Linked DNA regions of Oryctolagus cuniculus: region 1 is linked to region 2. Evidence: chromatin contacts called from public Micro-C data. All regions are on one chromosome and are shown on one strand. Each heading gives the region's core, a stretch centred on a gene start, on an enhancer-like site or on the middle of the called end of the contact. The rest is flanking DNA. Distances are from core to core; before and after follow the strand shown.

The links. Hi-C and Micro-C count contacts between places; a contact is called where the count stands out from the background.
Region 1: a Micro-C map of ear pinna shows a contact between it and region 2, with 2.5 times the contacts expected there. The contact joins the promoter of GRK5 here to the enhancer-like site in region 2. A contact is called at or near these places in 4 of 6 Hi-C or Micro-C datasets (ear pinna, embryonic fibroblasts, skin fibroblasts and 1 more).

Annotation. Positions count from the first base shown.
Region 1 is chr15:11,446,398-11,453,168 of mOryCun1.1, forward strand. It overlaps GRK5 (G protein-coupled receptor kinase 5), which reads right to left and starts at 2,466. Exons shown (of 16, transcript XM_051824219.2): 1 at 2,258-2,466. The coding sequence starts at 2,309.
Region 2 is chr15:11,408,518-11,415,537 of mOryCun1.1, forward strand. All of the region lies in intron 1 of GRK5 (G protein-coupled receptor kinase 5), which reads right to left. Among named protein-coding and RNA genes, the nearest start is that of GRK5, 37 kb to the right of the region's middle. Within about 2 kb of position 3,179, at least 3 of the 8 cell types and tissues checked have an H3K27ac peak or open chromatin away from gene starts, as enhancers often do. A contact at or near this core is called in ear pinna, where this site is marked.

The DNA of each region.
Region 1 (6,771 bases), core at 1,216-3,715, 37 kb after region 2:
TTCACCAATTATATTTCCTATCTGTAACCATTCACAAGCATTTTTAAGGAGTGTTTTTCAAACAATTCCAACTCAAATTTTTTCGTGTACTACAAATGTTATGCCAGATACGTCACTACATGGTCTCAGACTCATTTCTGGATATCTGGAGAATTACGAGGTTTGATAGAATAAGCTCAAGGAGAGAGCTGAGAGGAGAAAAGTAAGTTGTTTTTATTTCTAAAAAATGCCACACTGAGCCCCATCGCCAGAGAGTGAAGCACTTGAAATCACTGATTCTCTTGATGTAAGAGAGAAAGCAAAGTACAAATTTTTAAATGAAGTTTCCACATAAATGATGAATTTTTCTCATCCGTGTGTCAGTCTCTGCAGGTTTCCTTACATTTTCCCTCAATTTCAAAACCACCCTCAAGAGCTAAACTCTCACAGTGAGACTGAAAAAGACGTTAAAAGAGGAAAAAAATAAAAAACCAAAAGATGCATTCTTGAACACTATTAATCACTGTAATTCTGGCCAACAGGCATTGGTCACTGCACACAATCTGCCAGCCAGAAGCTCTCTTCCCCAAGGCTCTGAAAAAAACCATTTTATTATCCTGACAAAAGTATCAGCAGGTAAACTCATTTCAGTGAAAAACACCAGGCAGAACAGTGCGTGTGTGTGTGTGTGTGCGCGCGCACGCGCGCACAGGGGGTAGCTGATATCACTCTGCCCCCCCCCCCCCACCTCAGTAACCAAACGTGAGGGAAGAGAGAGGCACCCTGCAGGCAAGCAAATGTGCAGCGGAACAGAAATCCGGGGAGCAAGCCGCTCCCCAGCAACAGGCGGAATCAGAGGCACTTGCAAGGCCTACCGCACCACCATACCAGAGGCTGCCCAAGAAACAATTTCAGAATGAGGGGGTGGAAACTTCCCCAGCCCCGAGGGAGCCGGTCCACTGGGTCCCCACAGCAGGTGGTCTGCCGCAGAGACTGCAAACAGGGGTCTGTCCGACAGGACACTTGCCCAGCCCAGAGGAGACCCCGCCCGCTGCCACTTGGGCTCAGCTGGCTAAGAACGTCCGGCTGCAGGAAGACACACAAAACCCCAGGCCTTAGAACCCAAAGTCGCTAAGGAACAGCCTTTGGTAAAAATGTGCTCACACCCAGGCTCAGCCTTGGGGGAAGGCCGGGACAGGCCCGCCTATTTCAACCTCAGCTCAGGGTCTTCAGCCACTGCCTCTCTGGGGGCTTTCGAAGCGAACCTTGGCGGAGAGGCTGCCTCAGAGAGACAAGTGCCAAGGGCCGGCTCAGCTGCTGAGCCCCAGGCCACGGTGGGCTCTGCACCGCCCCCCCCCCCTCCACCCGCACACCATGTCCAGCCACAAGGCGATGGAATGGGCTGGGTAAACACGGGCCTTTTTATTGCTGGCCAGGAATTCTTCCTTCATTCATCAAAGCGGGTGAATGAAAATATTAAGAAGTAGGTAAGGCATTTCCTGGGCTGCTTACCGAGCCCCCCTCCGTCTGCCTTCTTACCTCGGCTACCAAAGGGGCAAGCCACTTCCCCTGTCGGGAGACAGCCGCACGCTGGACCTTACACAGACCCCGCCGCGCTCCTCTTCAGGAGCACCTAAGTTTCCGGCTCCTTTCCGCCTGTCCCTTCTTCCCGGCTAAGGCAGCGTCCAGCTGTGTTTCCAGGACAGACTCAGCATCTCGCCCACCGCACCCCGCCAACCCCATGCCGGCGCCCGAGGACGTGCCTCCAAGACCCCATCAACGCACCCACCTGAGCCTACCCGGCGGTCGGGGGGCCTGCAGCGCCCCCGCCCCGGAGGAAGGCGCTGAGAGCCGGCGACCCGCACGGCCGCCCTTCCGCCACGCCGCGGACGGGCCGACGGCCCCGCGCCCCGGCTCTGCCGTCCCCAGCGCCGGGTTTCCCCGCGGCTGCTCCCCGCCAAGAGTCGGTCTCAAGTCGGCTGCGCACGCCAGCACCCGGCTTCTGCCCACAGCACCAGCCCCAGCCCGAGCCGGCTCCGGCCGCAGTTCCGCGCGCACGTTCGCGCGGCTGCCCGCGCTGACCCCTCAGCCCGCACCGTCTGAGGGCCCCGCATCCCGGCCCCCGCACCCTCCCGCCCAGGTGCGCCTTCCCCGCGCCCGGGACCCCGGCCGCCCGCCCCGCCGCTCTCAGAGCCGGCTCGCCCGGGGCATCCCGCGCCCGCACCGCCCGGCCCGGCCCGGCCCGGCCCGCACGCGGCCGCGCCAGCCCCGCGCTCACCTTCCCTGGCTTTCAGCAAGACCGTGTTGGCCACGATGTTTTCCAGCTCCATTGACAGCCGGCGGGCAGCGCGCGAGCCGGCCGGCGGGGCTGTCAGCGCCTGCGGGGCTGCCGCTGCTGTGGAGCGCGAGCCCGCCGCGCCTACCGCATGATTCCTGCTCCCAGCGCTCGGAGCTCGCCCCTCTGCGGCGAGCAGCGCCGCCGCCGCTCCTTCCTCCCTCCGGGTCCCCCGCCCCCCGCCCCCCACCCGCCGCAAGCCTCTGTCACTCCATTCTCCTCCCCTCCGCCTCCCTCGGATGCTTTAACGCTTCGGATGCTTCTGCCTCCCCTCCGGCCCTCCCGGGGGTGTGGTACCAGCAGGCTCGGGCCCCCGCACTGCGCAGGCGCAGGCCAGGGCGCGCCTCCCGCCTCGGCGCCGCGCCGCAGGGGCTGATGGGACTTGTAGTTCTCTCGCTTGCGCCGAGTGAGGCTGGGGCGGGGCGGGCCCCGCGCGCGGCGGCGGCGGCGGCGGCGGCGGGAATCCCAGACCCGCCCCGGGACGGCGCCGGAGAGCTAGGGCGGCCCCGCCGCGCCGGTGATCGGAAAGCGGAGTCCGCGGGCTGGGGCGTTGCTCGGGGTGGGACGCGAGCAGGAGCCCGGCTCCTCTGGGCCACCTCGGATCCACGAGGGGGCTGAGCCCCGGAGCGGCGCCGCGCCCCCAGGGCCGCGGGCCCGACCCCGGCCCGCCGTCTCGCACACGCTCGCGCCAGGTCAAGGACAAAGGTGTACTTTGTTTCCTCAGAGGGCGGGAAGGGGTCCGCGAGCTGCAGCCGCCCCGCGCTGGAGCCCGTGTCGGTGGCCGCGCAGCATGAGCGCCCCCCGGCGGCCGGGATCTCCGCCGACGGCCTCCCGCGCCCGGGATCGGGGTCCCGGCCTGGCCAGTGGGTCGTTCGGTTAACAAGCAGCCTTCCAGCACGCGGGGCCCACAAGCCGACGACCCCGGGGACAGCCGCACTCCTTCAGGCCAACGGGGACGCGGCGAGCCTCGTCCCGGGGCCGGGCTCATGCGCTCGGCCACAGCGACGGTGGAGTAGCCGGCTCCGATCTCCTGGGGAGGAAAAGAGCTGTGTCCGGACTCCTGGGGTCCGCGCCCAGCGCCCCTCGGGCTGGGGGAGGCGCGGCCTGGCCGCCGAGAACAATGAGGCCTTGGCCGCCTTTGTGTGCTGCGGCCGGAAATCCGCTGCTCCGAGGTGGGCCTGCTCTGTCCTGAAAGAGGCCACCTTCTGTCCCCTTGGTTGCCAGGAAGTTACAGGGAGGTGGCCGAAAGACACGAACAGTTACTATGCACTGGAGAACCCAGAGACTAACGGGCTCTCCAGGCCTTTCGCCAGGAACGGTCGCCAGCGTGGAGCGCGCCGCCCACCACCGCCGTCCGGGGTCTGCACGGGGCTCACAGGGTCTCCCGGGTCTGCCAAGTGGCAGTAACAGTTTACTGCCTTCCATTACAGGAGTTACTGTTGCAAGGAACCCAGACTCGGGCCTCACCGCAGACCCGCATTCACTGTGCCCAAACTTGTCACGAAGAAGAGGAGCCGCGAAGCTGGCCCCGTCTTAGATCAGCTTCAAGTAGCTGTCCGCCTGGCCCTGACAGCCCACAGTTTATTTGGTTGACATTTTAAAAATAATAGCCAGAGGGCCTGTGCCGTGGCTCACTTGGCTAATCCTCTGCCTGCGGCACCGGCATCCCATATGGTCGCAGGGTTCTAGTCCTGGTTGCTCCTTTTCCAGTCCAGCTCTCTGCTGTGGCCCGGAAGGGCATTGGAGGATGGCCCAAGTGCTTGGGCCCTGCACCCGCATGGGAGACCAGGAGGAAGCACCTGGCTCCTGGCTTCGGATCGGCACAGCGCTGGCCATAGTGGCGGTTTGGGGGATGAACCAACAGAAGGAAGACCTTTCTCTCTGTCTCTCTCTCTGTCTATAACTCTACCTGTCAAATTAAAAAATAATAATAGCTAGAGCCAGCCTTGTGGCACAGCAGGTTAAGTCAGCTACTGTGTAGGACACCAGCCTCTCCTGACACAGCATGGCTGCTCCACTTCCCGCCTGGGAAAGCTGTGGAAGATTGGCCCTGAGTGGCTGGGCCACTGCCACCCACATGGGAGACCCAGATGGAGTTTAGGATCCTGGCTTCAGCATGACCCAGCCCTGGCTGTTGTTGCCATTTGGGGAATGAACCAGCAGATGGAAGATCTTGCTTTCTCTTTGTCTATCCCACTCTCTTTCTGGCACTCTGTCATTCAAATAAATATTATTTTAAGATTTATTTATTTACTTGAAAGGTAGAGTTACAGAAAGAGAGAGGTCTTCCACCTGCTGGTTCACTCCCCAGATGGCCACAATGACTGGAGCTGAGCTGATCGGAAGCCAGGAGCCAGGAGCTCCTTCCAGGTCTCCCACGTGGGTGCAGGGGCCCAAGCACTTGGGCCATCTTCTACTGCTTTCCCAGGCCATAGCAGAGAGCTGGATTGGAAGTGGAGCAGCCGGGACTCAAACTGGTGCCCATATGGGATGCCAGCACTGCAGGCGGCGGCTTTACCCGCTATGCCACAGTGCTGGCCCTTCAAATATTTTTAAGAATTGAATACCTATTAGATAGCTTATGCTCCACACTCTCAAACTTTCACAAGCACCGGATCATCAATCAGGAGATGTTGTTAAAATGCAGATTGAGTTTAGCTAAGTCTGGGTGGGTCCTGAGGTTCTGACATTTTTCTCACAGACTCCAGGGTTCTGTGTATCCTCAGGTCAGTAGACACCACCTGGAATAGTGAAACTCCACAGCTAGCCGTCACCCCCAGCCCCACTCCTTTTTTTTTTTTTTTTAAGAGATTTATTTATTTATTTGAAGGTCAGAATTACGCAGAGAGAGAGAGAGAGAGAGGGAGAGAGAGGTCTTCCATCCGCTGGTTCACTCCCCAATTGGCAGTAATGGCTGGAGCTGCACCGATCCGAAGCCAGGAGCCAGGAGCATCTTCTGGGTCTCCCACGTGGGTGCAGGGGCCCAAAGACTTGGGCCATCTTCTTCTGCTTTCCCAGGCCATAGCAGAGAGCTGGATCAGAAGTGGAGCAGCTGGGACTCAAACCAGCACCCACATGGGTTGCCGACACTGCAGGCTTTACCTGCTACGCCACAGCGTTGGCCCCCACTTTTTTGTCTTATCCGCAGCCTGAGTCATCAGTGATTTTACCTCTCTGGCCTCTGTAGATGTTTGCATTTGCAACCCTGGAAATTGTACAGATGTGAAACAGACCCAGAGGGAACAAGTGAGTTGCAAACGGTCACTCCACAAGTTAAGGGTCAGCCTGCCATGTTTTGTCTACACTGTAGGGTCATGTATCCTGCCTGCAGAATAAACGGCTGTACATCGTTATCTGTGTTTCTAGGAGGAAATGAGGACATTTGGATTTGAGAGTGGAATGATAATGGCTCGCGTTTACTGTGCAGCAACTACGGCCTGGCCCTGTGCTGGTCTTTTAGGTGGATTATCTCATTGAACACAACATCCGCATGGGACAGGAAACAGCCTTATTTTAGAGATAAAGGGAGGTTTTATAACTCATCTAGGGTCACATAACTAATAAGTAAAAGACCGGGGATTTGAACCCAGCAGTCTGACTCAGGGTCTGTGAACGTGACTCCTGGCTGGCTCAGGCTGGCTGGTGCAGCCCGATTGGGCTGCCAGAATGAGCCTGTACTATCAGGAGGCAAACAGGCACTGAATGGTGGAGGCATAAGGGGATTTTCCACTACAGTCCTTAATTCCACCATTATGGGTCCTTTTCTCTCACCTGCGTTAACAACCCACCGTTCTCTTGAAAAATGAGTTTGATTCAAGGCAAAATAATCTTAAATACTGAGGCTGGTGGCGCAGCAGGTTAAGTTGCCACTTGCAATGCCAGCTTCCCCTCTGAATGCAAGTTCGAGCCCCTTTTATTCCACATCTCATTCAGCTCCCTGCTAAGGTGCCGGGGAAAGCAGCAGAAGATGGCCCAAGTACTTGGGCCCCTGCCACTCCTGTGGGAAACCAGGATGGAGTTCTGGCTTCAGATATTTGGAAAGCAAACCAAAAGCGTTCTACCTTTCCCTCCCTCTGCCTTTCAAATAAATAAATCTTTAAAAAAATCAGTAGCTTGGGGCATGGTTGACAGCCAGCTGAGAGCAAGAGTGGAAATCCAAATGGGACACGGGAGAGGGGGAGGCCAGGGTTTGCAAAAGCAATGAGGCATCTTGTCTTTGTTCTGTGGGCACCTGTCCTGTCCCTGGATAAAGCTGGTGGGCCAGAGCTCTTGTAGATGCGAATGTGTATGTGGAGCGCCACAGACCCAGCTTCCTCTTGCAATACGGATCCCTTTGCCTGGATAATGGCATTGGCTTTCTGAACAGCGCCGGAGCTGGAGTGTGCATCCCCTCCTGGCCGCACGCTTGCGATGGCGCTTTCATTCTCCTTTATTCTCGCCACCCAAGCTTCCCTTTC
Region 2 (7,020 bases), core at 1,929-4,428:
GACTATTGCAGACATTTGGGGAGTGAACAAGGGGATGGAAGATCTCTTCTCTGTGTAACTCTGCCTTTCAAATAAATAAATTTCAAAAGAGGGCGGGAAGGAAGAAGGAAGAAGGAAGAAGGAAGAAGGAAGAAGGAAGAAGGAAGGAAGGAAGGAAGGAAGGAAGGAAGGAAGGAAGGAAGGAAGGAAGGAAGCTGTTACTGTATACAGCTTACATCTTAATTGAAAAAATGGGAGGAAATGGAAGACAATGAAGGCCGTACTCTAAGCAAGGTTCCACAGCATGCTCCTGGATGAGCTGGGGCCAGCTCCTCAGCCACGGCTGGAGCGTGGCTCTAAAGAAAGACACTAAGTCGCAGTCGCCCATGCACAGCACCCCGTACTGAGGCCGGGATATCCCACCTGTGACAGCGGGGCATGGGGAGAGGATGTGGGCACTTTGCCGTCTGAAGTCACAACTGCAGAGGCTCCTAAAGCCACCAGGCAAATGAGTAAGACACAGCCAGCCTACCATGTGTGAGGAGGTTTCTATTGGAGGTGTTAGACACCTCAAGGAGACGTCAGGGGCTGTGGCCAGAGTTTAAATGAACAGGGCACCCAGAGATGAAGGGATAAACAAATGTGGGTCTGAACCAAAGCCCACCAGGAAGAAGGCACTGCTGACACCTGCCACTGGGTGGATGAACTGTGGAAACAGCATGCTAAGTGACAGACACCAGACACAAAAGGCCACATTTTGTATGACTGCATTTATGTGAAATGTTCAGAACAGGTCACTCCATGAAGACAGGACACGGGCAGTCACCAGCAGGTGCAGTGGGGCAGAGCAGAGTGACCGCCTCGAGGGTTCTCTCTGGGGTGGTGAAAGCGTTTCGGACCTTGACGGTGGGGATGAGCTCTTACAGCCACACCCGTGTGAGGGACTGATCCTGCTGCCTGTGCAGAGACACTCAGAAGCTCCTCCCCTCACAAGGTGCCACTGGCTCTTGTCCTGCTGGCCACAAAGGCTTCCTGCTCCTTGTGTCTTGAGCAGAAAGAACCTGGGTCCCTCTGTCCCTGAGAAAAAGAGCTCACCTCTGACCAGGTCCACTATTATTCCAGAAACCTGTACCGCAACCTCTCCTAGGTCCTCTTGGCTCCAAGCAGCTCCCTCTCCTCTGCCAGGGGAGCCAGAACAGCCCCCAGCCTTCTAGTCGATCCTCTTCCCAGTCTCCTCCCAGCTGCTGGCCTTGCCTGCACATACGTACACACCTGCCCATCCACTCTACTATTCATTTTTTTTAAGTCAAACATCACACATCCTGATGTCCCTGCGTTCTCCATTTCTCTTTACCTTTGAAGCCCACCTCCTCCTGGAGGAGGAATGATCCAGAGTCACTCACACTCGATTGGCTTGCACCAGCCCCAGGTCCCCAAGCTGGAAGCCCTCCTCCATCTCCCACACCAACTCCTTCTCCTGCCTCCCTGGCCTGGCCTCCAGGTAGCCCACCAGGTGAGCACCCATCTGCCACTGCAACAGCTGCTCTCCCTGTGAACTCCCTGAGCACAGGCTGCCTGCTTACCACTCTGTATCTCCAGCCCTGGGAACAGGATGTGACTCTCAGAATTGCTGAATGAACAAATGAATAAATCAGAATGCCAAAAAAAATAAATTCTTTCCTGTCTAAACACCATCCCAATACACGGAAATGTGAAGTGAGGCAGAGGAGGCAGAACCCTCTTCTGGGCATCAAGAGGCAGGAACTGAGTTCCAGCGGCATGACTTCAAGGGGATCATGGTCCTCTCTGACCCTGTTTGTTTCTTTAAAATTGGTTGCTTGGCTGCAATCCTCTTTAAAGTTCTCCTCAACACAAGTGCTGCATGATTCTGACAGCATTCTTCAAAGGTGCATAGCATTAAGGGGTCAGTGCTGTGGCACAGTGGGGTAAGCTGCTGCCTGCAGCTCCAGCATCCCATATGGGCACTGGTTTGAGTTCCAGCTGCTCTACTTCTGATCCAGCTCCCTGCTAATGAGCCTGGGAAAGCAGTAGAAGATGGCCCAAGTGCTCAGGGCCCTGCACTCACAGAGGAGATCTGGAAGAAGCTCCTGGCTCCTGGCTTTGGCCTGGCCCAGCCCCAGCCATTGAGGCCATTTGGGGAGTAAAATCAGCAAATGGTAGCTCTCTCTCCCTCTCTCCTCCCCTCCCTCCCTCCCCTCTTCCTCACTCCCTCCCTCCTTCTCTCTCTCTCTCTCTAATTCTGACTTCCAAATAAGTAAATAAATAAATCTAAAAAAAAAAAGAAGAAGAAATTAAAGGTGTGTCGCCAGCCCAGCAGGTAGCTCAGCCTCTTCCACTGTGGTTGGTTTGGTTTAAAGGGCAGGAATCAGAGGATGCACACTGGCCCCTAACTAAGGCCTAACATTTTCAGCAGGTGTCACAGCATTCTGGACTTCATCCTCTTCCCAGGGGTCGCTGAGAACGTAAGAGTATCTGAAAACAAGAGTGCCCGTGAAAAAGTGGACACACATGCACATGCACGCACACACAACCCTGGGGAACAGAACCCACACACTCCCCCAGTCAGAGCTCCAGAAACTGTGTCTGGGAGATGCTGCATTTTTCCAGAATTGTGTCATCCTTCCCAACAAAGGTCACGCTCGGGGCTCACAGACCTCCGAGAGCTGGGTGGGGCTGTCCGGGCCACAGTGGAGACAGCTGGCCACTCACATCACTCTTACGGTAGCTAAGACCTCCAGATGAGCTGGGTGCATACAGGCTGGAGTGGGCTGCTGGTCCCACCGTGACTAGGCAGTGCCCTGTGAGCACTGCAGGAACAGGCCCAGGCAGGCTTGGCCTCGGCCTGCTGGGCAGAAAAACAGAGCAGCTGTGTGGAGGCGTCCCAGCTTCTGGTGTAAAAATAAAGGAAGTGGGGGTAGAGAACAAGCTTGCCCTGGGCAGGGTCCGGGGGCTGCTGAAGCCACCAAGGTGGGAGAAGAGGCATCAGTGACCCGAGGTGACTCCTCTTCTGATGCAACACTGAACTTGAGGTAGTTAGGGGGCACTCCAATTCTAATGCTTTTCCTCGGAATTGTGGGACTTCACTGAAGGCCACCGCAAAGTCAGGAGTCCGCCAGGCCTGGGCTCGGGTCACACTGGGTGGCTGGGAGGCTGAGGCTGTGTCCCCTACACCAGTGGTTATCACATCAGGGCAGCAATGAGCCTCAAGAGCCAGCAAACCAGGCCGACCTCCCCTACCTGGCACGGGGACAGGGCCCAGGCGTTCTATCTGGCCTCGACCCTCAATTCCGAGTGTCCTTCATCTTCCCTGAGAACTCCTGGCCTCTGGACATTTGGTTTACTGGCCCCAGGGGAGGAAGACGACGTTGATGATGATCTGGGGAAGCTCAAGTTCAAACCTTGCCCCATGGCTGCACTGCTCAGTTTGTTTGGGGCAGAAGGGTGCTATTTGTCAAGGTCTCCCCTTAGAGCCCATAGACAGGAGGTAAAAGCCATTGAATGACCCCAGCCCCTCACAAACACCCCCACCAGCAACTCAGGACTAAGGCACACCCATTTCCTGGGAAAGGGCTGCACTCCGGACACTGGATGCTGCCAGGAGCCTTTCCCAGGAAGGCACGTTTGGCCTAGAGGTCAGATTGCTCTCGGGAAGCCCACATCCCACACCAGAGTACCTAGGTTCAGGTCCTGACTCTACTCTCACTCCAGCTTCCTGCTCATGCAGACCCTAGGAAGCAGTAGGTGATGGCTTGAGTACTTGGGCCCCTGCCATCCATCTGGGAGGCCTGGACTGAGTGCCTGGCTCCCAGCTTCTGCCTAGCCCAGCCCAAGCTGCTGCAAGCACTTGGGGAGAGAACCAGCAGAGGGGAGATCGCTCTCTCTGTGTGTCTATTTGTCTCTCTTCCTGTCTCTCACCCTCTCAAATAAAATAATAAATAATTTTTTAAGTGTCATGGTTGACAAGGCCTGCTTTGGGCATGTATCTCTGAAAGGCTCTCTTTTATGTTTGTTCCCCTGACACCTTTCATCATTGCTCCGTGAGACAGCAAGAAAACAACACCGTGGGAGTATGACAATGACAGCTCCGGATAAACATGTGCCGCCTGTCAGATGGAAGCTTGGTTTGTCCTCTGTCGCAGTCACTCTTGGCAACGGCGCTGCAGAAAGGGAGGCCGAGCCTTCTGGAAGGTCTGAGTGTGTTCTTGAAAAGCGTGAGCACCGCACGCGGCCCTGGTGATGCCATGAACATCCCACTTGCGCTGATCTGAAATCTGGTTAAATGAGAAACGCTCTTGCTGGGTGTCCTGGAGACTGCCTGCTTTTTGTTTTAATGTGGTTTTAATCAAGGAATCGTGGCTCTCTGTTCCTTCAGGAAATTCTGTTAAATGTTTCACATTCCTCACAGAGAACTACTGTCTATGCAGATTACGATTCCAAGTCTTGAGTCCAGACAGTTTGGGGGATAAGCAGTGTTTCTGTTTTCCTTGATGTCGGCGTGCGAAGCGGGAAAAGGGGAGGGGAGGAAAGGACGCGAGTGCTCCTCCGACCCTGACACGTCGGCCCCGGACAAGACCAGGAACTTCCGGGGACTCCGGACATGTGGGTCACATGTGCAACACTGATGGGAGAGCAGCGGAGCGCCTAAAAATAGACATTTCACCCAAAGAAGTTTTATCCATGACACCGCATCACTCTCAGCGTGGCGGAGCAGTGCAGACTATGACATGGCACGTGAGGAATACAAGAGCGGACGCTGTTCCAAAGGCGACACGGAATGAGACGATAAACCCGGCCGTGACGGAGCCACTCCCTCCTCCCTCCCAGGGCCACTTCCAATTTTTCCTGCAGCTCTGACTCAGTGCTGAAGACGCTGGCTTTGAAATGTGCACGTAGGGAGCAAAGCCTGTCTGACCTCTCCTTACCCCAGCCTGGGCCTGGAGGGACAGCAGGGCAGGAAGCTTTCGCAAGGCCCCCACGACAGGGCTCCAACCAACATCTGCATTTGGCTTCTGCATCTTGAGCCGACCGACCGAGACCCTGAGCCCTTCGGTGTAGCACAGAAGGGGGTCTCGCTCCACAAGCCTGCAGCGTGGTCTGATTGCAGACAGATTCCCAGTAGACCCACTCCAGAGGGCTGGGCGCTGCACTTCTATGGATGGCAGGGAGTTGTCTAAGCCCCGAGCCCTCAACTAGACTCGTGGAGAAGGTGGGAAAGCAGAGACTGCGTGACTGTGAGGCGGTCAGGGGCCGGCACCCACACACCTGCCCCCACTGGGCCCACTTCCAGCATCTGTGATACCCTCCCAGTGGACACAGAGTTGGGACAGTGATCACAATGACACCGCAATAACAGCTCAACTTTACTGAGCGCTGACAAAGTTCAAAACGCTTTCTTTATGTGTGATCTAAATCTGTACATTTGATAAATGATACATCTGGTATGTTCTACTTAGGATATTTATTATTTAGGAAGTAACCTAAATAATCCCCACAAGTAGATATACTATGTGCGTTCTTTAGTTGAGGGAAGTATGAAGTCACAGAACCCGTCCTACAAAGCAGGTGTTATCTCCATTTCACAGACAAGAAAGTTGAGACAGGGAGAGGCTCGTAATTTGCCCTACGTCAAGGGTCAGCAAATGTTTTCCGTGATAGGCCAGATGGTAAGTATTTCGGTGGGCCTTATGGTCCCTGTCACACTACCCAACTCGGCTGTCGGAGGGGGAACCTGGCCCTAGACAAGAGGTCAACAAAAGTGTGGCTGGCTGTGCTGTAACAGAACTTTTCCTGTGGACATGGAATTTTTAATTTTGTGTGATTTTTTATATATAAGGAATTAATTATCTTCTGATTTTTTTCATCATGTAAAAATGAAACCTCATTCTTGGCTCTTGGGCCATATAAAAACACAAGCAAAGGTGGATCTGGCCCGGGGCTGTGGCTTACCAACTCATTCATTTAGTCCAAAGTCAATGCCAGGCAGTTCAGGCTCCACAAGGCACAGCCACAATCTCATTAGGGGGAAAAAAAAAGTCGGAAACAGTCCAATAAATCATGAGCGGAATCCACATCATGAGATGCTCTGCACCGTTAAAAAAGTCAAACACACACGGCTGACACGAAGGAGCCCGTCAGGCAGGTGGAAGAAGCCAGCTGTGCATCAGCACACGTCACGATTATTTACGTATTAAGAACAAAGCTGATCATGTGCACGCATAGACGCACACGTTCACACACAGAGTCAACACTGACAAAGAGGCTTGGAAACACCCAACGGCAGTGGCCAGGCACGGCCAAGGGGACTCAGGCCTTGCCTGTGTGTGGAGGCGGCTCTGTGCTTTGAACCTTTTACATGCCAAAGGCACCCTTGTCACATGTGCATAATAAAAGAAAAAAAAGAAGAAGAGGAGGGCCTGGTTACAAGCCACTACTTGCCAACAGACTGAGCAGTAGAAGAAGTTTCCATGAGCCCCAATTTAAACAAAAGCTGGTTACAATTAATTACAGGACAAAGACATTCTTTCCAGAGAGACACACAAACATATAAACAAACAAACAAAGGTGGCATAAACTAAAGCAAATAAACACAGCCACGTCTGATTTTAAACCTTGCTTCCCCACCTCACCTCTGCAGGCACCATTAGCCTTCAAAACGGATGTCAGTTGTAAACAAAGCCTTCAAGGTTTTTGTCTGGTGTGTGATAGCCAGGCATAGCTTTCTTGACTGCATAAACTTGCATTTATGAAGTTATTTTGGTTTGCTTCACTGGCATGAACGTAGCTGGAGGGGGAGTCATCGGCTGTGGAAATGAGATTTCTCTCCGTGCCAATTTTTAAATCCAGCCTCCAGGTCATCTTATTTTGTTGGACGCTTCTTGCAGTCACATTTTTTGTTTGTTTGTTTTACATGAAAGAGCACATTCCCTTACCCCAAGCCAGGTTTGCCATTTTCCATTGCTCTGATTAAATGAATCTTATTCAAATGGAATGTTCTCAGAGTTTCCGCCCTTCACTGGCCTA